2 separate regions of the Gossypium arboreum genome follow, and region 1 is linked to region 2. A link is a contact called in public Hi-C data. All regions are on one chromosome and are shown on one strand. Each heading gives the region's core, a stretch centred on a gene start, on an enhancer-like site or on the middle of the called end of the contact. The rest is flanking DNA. Distances are from core to core; before and after follow the strand shown.

Region 1 (2,700 bases), core at 174-2,673, 210 kb before region 2:
TTAACACTGAACATCATATTGGGTCCTAGAAAGCACCATATTCAACATCATTATCAGCGGATGGTTGCTAATAAGAAAATGACCAACTGATGAGGTGATGAAAAAGGAGGTTATGAATATAAGAAACTAACCCGTCAAGTAAGTGCAAGTGAGCTTCCAGGTTATGAGCACAGGTCAGATCCCCAGTCTGCTTCAAAAATGGCGAGTGTGTATGATCTAAGGACAGTTCAACTCCGACGTGGGAGTAACTCCAAGGCAATCCCTCAGCCAGCTTCATCAACACAGGCGACACGTTTTCATTGAAAAACAGTCCTGGAGATTTAGGGACTATATCATGCACATTCACCACCCTCAACACCTTAACTCCCAGCGATTCCATCCGTTCCTTGAACCTCACGTTTCCAACCCTAGGACCCGAAAACGAGAACACGCTAACAGGCACAGCTCTGCAATCATTTAACAAATTTAGACCTGTTTCAACGATATCATAGGCGCTGAGAATCGCCAGGGCACTGCCTAGACTGTGACCAGTTATGGTAATGCTTATCTCTTCATCTTGGTACAGTTCAAGCAACTTCTTCACTTCAGTTAGAATTTGTTCCCTGGCTGAAAACTTGCAGAACCGGCAATTCACATCCTTCTCAGTGTAGAGATCAAGGAAACCCGATTCTACTTTCACCATTGGATCGGGGCATGGAATTTTGTTGGAAGAAATCGGTTTGAGAAAATCCATCAAATCTGCAATCCACTCTAGGCGTGTCACCGTGCCCCTCCAAGCAATGGTGATGTCCCGACGGCCTAAACGCTTTGACATTTTGTCATCAGACACCGCAACATATCCGATCCAATTCGCATTCTTACTCCACACTTTGGGCCAGCGTGATTTCTTGAAAAAATTCGGAAGGTTAATGTTGGATGTGGCGAAGAGGTACCTAGAGATGTGGTAGCCATGGTGTGCCATGCCTAGAGCATCAAAGAACTGCCGACGCGTGAACCTGCAACTCCCACAGTACTTGGAAAAGGGGTCGAAATCGAAAGCGTCGTAAGCGGCTTGTGCCATCTCGCCGTAGCGAATCAGCTCGGAGCGTAAGAGAGGGTCCATTGGATCCAACATCCCAACCCAATCATCTTGGCCCTGGATTTCTCTCCATACATCGGCTAAACATCTTTCTTCTTGTTTAACAGGCTCAATTTCCTTTTCGAAGTCATGGTTGATGGAGGACAATGGCTCACTTGTTTTGGACAAAGCTCGAGGAATCCTAGGTGATCTTGTCGAAAACTCCAAGCTTTTGTTACGTCCAATGCAAGATTTCTGATCCAACAACGACGCAATTGAAGTACATTTTTCATATGGCAAAACTCGATGATCATCATGGAGCCGGCGATTGATAGAAAGAAAAGTTTGGGATAGAGAAATGGCCATTGAAACAAAACAAAAAAAGATAGTGTATACACTGTAGGAAGAGAGGTTTAATATATTACAAAGACCCCAAATCCCCAATGACTGAGTTGGTATTTTATTATATTGTAATATGAACAGATTTTTTTTTTTTTGTTATGCATGTGATTCATGAGGAATCCTAATCCTCAAATTAGTCAATGTTTTCACGTTTCCTAGAAGTTCTTGGCAATGGCATCATCCTATAGTTAATTCTTTACAAATAAAGAAGAGACATATATCTTTTAAATAATGCACGGCTGGAGTTGAGTTGTCGTACTTCTATGGGAGACAATGTGATCTGCATCTGACGATGTAATTTTAAATACTTCCCAAATTAAACGTACGCCTTAAACTAGAAAAATTACTGCAAAATAATTAAGATCTTTTTAAAAAAGATTCTTTATTTTGTAACAGAAAAAAAAATGTTTATTTCTTTTTTGTTGTTGCAACAAGAGTATCCGCTATGAATAACTATAATTAATTTTCTCGTCGTAAATATTTTTTAAAGAAATAAATGGTTGTGTAAGGATTTAACCTCCGACCAAATGATTAAGAGATAAGATATTAAGTATTTTAATTTTTGAATAACCATTACTCTTCTTTTTATATATAAAAAAATACATTGTTATTTTTCAATACTGTTCACAGGAACATTGACTCCTCTGAGAGAAGTCTTATATTTAAAGTGTTATTTTCTGGACAACTAACTCAAACTGTCAACAATAAAAGGTATTAATTCCGTGTCGGGTTTTGCCTCCGGTCTTTATGCAGAGCCGTGTATGGCTCACAAAAAGGACACCTTAGTTGACGAATATCGATACCTACAAGACTAGAAGTACTTAAACGTATTGTAACTCAAATCACCAACTATAATTTTATACTTAATTTATTTAAATAACGAATAGGGTAGAGATTATACACATTATATAGTATTGATTTTTTTATGTCGTTTTTGCGGCATGATTGACCAAATTATATGAGGCAAGTAGCAATGTTATAGCTCAAGAACTTTGGTATCGTATCCAAATGTAGATCTCCGGTAGATATGATCAGTGGCTGATAATATATATATATGCATGTCAGCTATAATTATACATACAGCACTTTATATCTTTTTGTTTTGGGGGTTAAAAACAACACTTTATATCCTTGTTTTCGAGGTAATATATATTCATATGAGCTCTATAAAAAACAAACTATACATATTTTTTATTTAATTTGTAATTAATTTTATTTTTATTATGTAAAAATAAATATTT
Region 2 (2,700 bases), core at 8-2,507:
GAAGATTTTTTAGATTTTTATTTCACTACTATGACCCTAGCTTTCAAGTTCCAAATACATGCCCTTCAATTCTTGAAAAAAAAATTAACTTGTGAAGTACAACTCTTGTTTAATTTTGGATTCAGGTTTACAGCAAATCAGCAGTTGAATAGTCTTCAATGATTGAATAATCTTACTCTGCCAGTTAGTTTATGACTTAAGCAACTCTAAGACATTGATGTACTGTATCCTTTGTCAAATATCAAAACTTGGCATCCCACAATAGTAACTCCCACCAAACCCTGTCATGTTTTCCTTTGTCTTCTCTGCTATCAGACAGAAACAGGCATGGTATAGTAACATGAAAAAAGATCAAACAGACAAATATGCTGTCACCCCAAGTTTGACAATCTAAAACTTAAAATAATCCAAAAAGGACAAATGCACATACTCCATTTACAGAGGAGAAAATTGACAATAATTAAATATAATTATATTTAGTTATCAGCACCATAAAACCTAGCTTCTAAGTCAAGCTCCTGAAAGGAAATTCATATATAAAAAGAGGGAAAAAACTTTTAGAGGGAAAAAGTTTTTTTTTTTTAAGTGATAAAGTATTATTTTTCTTACATTTTTTACAGAAGAAGCTCGGTCATCAACGACCCCGTTCCGAAACCGCTTCCCACTACCGGAAGCTTCCTCGGGTTTCAAAAACCCGCCTTTCCCTTGCTCCAAGCTCAAGCCCAAGGGGAAAACCTGCCCATGAAACGCACCGCCTCCACCGCCGCCGATTCCACCGATATGAGCGGCGCCATCACCGGAGCTGAGCTGCAAAAACATTGGAGCTCCAGCTCCAGCAGCGGTTGCAGCCAATCCAGCGTCGGATCCAGCTAAGCCCGTTTCGGAGGGCGCAAAGTTAGGGAGGCCGAGGATTTGCTCGAGGAAATCATCGGCGGCGGGGGCCTCGTTGGTGTTATTAGCCATGAGAAAGCCGGAAAAAAGATAGCAGCGGAAAGTGAGTCCAAGTAGCGGCGATAGGGACTAACCAAAGAGCATCTACATGCAAAGGAAATGGCGAAACTGAATTGAACCAAAAAAAATATAATAAAAAAGCAAAATAGAAAGTTTGGAGTTTTGGCTTTCCTCTTCTTTTTTTTCTTCAGCTCTGAGAGAGAATCAGAAAAAGACAAATATATACAAAGAAAAAGAGGGAAGGAAAAAGGAGAATGCTTTTATATTATTTTTCTTTTCCTCTCTTTGAATCGTGGTTAAAAACATAACGCTTTTTGTTAAAGGGCTTCGAGTTTCACCTAAATTACGTGGCAACCCTTTTTTCTCTCTCTTGTTTTTTACACAGTAAATCAAGCACTTTATGTGTGTTTGAATACAGGATGCGACGTGTTTATTTTTTGATTTTACTGTTACTGTTATTTTTATATTAATTCCAATTAAACGTATCGTTTATCGAAACTGGTCTTACATAATATCATCATAATTTCTTGTTTGAATTTTGAATTTTTTCCATTCTAAGATGATTTTAAAATAAAAAAGTCTTTAAAATATTTTATATTTTAAATATTGATAATAAATTAATTTAAATAAAATATTAAAAATTAAAACAATTTTATGAACGAAATTCTTGAAAAATAAAAAGAAATTTAATTTTAATTTTTTATATATTAGCACAATTTTATCCAATGTAGAACTATTTGTTAAAAATCATAAATCTAAGTTAATTTATTGTATCACCAAAAGGGGTTCAATTTATTTTTAAACTTTAAATAGTATCCATCATGGGCTTTTAAATTAGATAAAAATGTTGGTTTTAAAATTAATTCAACAAACAAATTAAATCAATTTGTAGCATATTTATTGGAATAGAGTAGTTTTGAAGAGAGAAGGAAAACATATTACTCTTTTTTATCTTACGGTCGAATTCTCTAACGATCAAATTGTCAACTGCCATGAAAAAAAAAAACAATTAATTTTTATCTCTATATAAACTCAAATCTTCTCCTATTTTTTAACTAAAAACAATTAATAAATTAAACTCTTAATTTTTTAAGTCGAGTACAAATATTAAATTTATTCATAAATTACCTTGCATATAAATATTTTTAAATACATCATTTAAAAATAATAATTGAAATAATCAATAAAATAATATCTATTTTTTCTTGTATCCTAAATCAGCTTCTAACATATTAATTATCATATAAATCAATCTCTTTAAAATATTATTCTAGAAACTAAAAAATTAAAGCAAAAATATTATAAACACTAATAAGAATATTAATCATTAAATTTGTATAATTTTTATTATTAAAATTATAAAGATAATTTCAATTTAATTAAATTAATTTTTAAACCATAATTTGTAACACCCCTAACTTATATTCGTCGTTAGAACAGGGTTACGAAGCATTACTGGAATAAACAAATCAAAACAGACATTTCAAATTATTTAACATCCATGTCAGATATTATTCATAAAGTCCCTTATATGAGCGCTTGAGACCCAAAACATTCATTAGAAACAAGTTGAGACTAATCCAGGTACTCAGAGAATTTTTTTTGTGAAATTTCAAAATTTTTCCTAGGTGCAAGGTACACATACTCGTGTCGTCAGGCCGTGTAGCACACACAGCCAAGAGACACGCCCGTGTCTCAGGTCGTGTGAACATTCGAAATAAGGACACACGACTGTGTCCCAGCCCGTAT

Evidence for each region. Hi-C and Micro-C count contacts between places; a contact is called where the count stands out from the background.
Region 1: a Hi-C map of leaf shows a contact between it and region 2, with 2.2 times the contacts expected there. The contact joins the promoter of LOC108467969 here to the promoter of LOC108467567 in region 2. A contact is called at or near these places in 2 of 5 Hi-C or Micro-C datasets (both in leaf).

Annotation. Positions count from the first base shown.
Region 1 is chr8:131,008,951-131,011,650 of ASM2569848v2, reverse strand. LOC108467969 (phospholipase A1-Igamma2, chloroplastic-like) reads right to left here and starts at 1,423. Exons shown (of 2, transcript XM_017768807.2): 1 at 132-1,423. The coding sequence starts at 1,423. LOC108467970 (a long non-coding RNA gene) reads left to right here. Exons shown (of 4, transcript XR_008287193.1): 4 at 1,186-1,620.
Region 2 is chr8:130,801,015-130,803,714 of ASM2569848v2, reverse strand. LOC108467567 (transcription factor UNE12-like) reads right to left here and starts at 1,257. Exons shown (of 6, transcript XM_017768242.2): 1 at 610-1,257. The coding sequence starts at 963.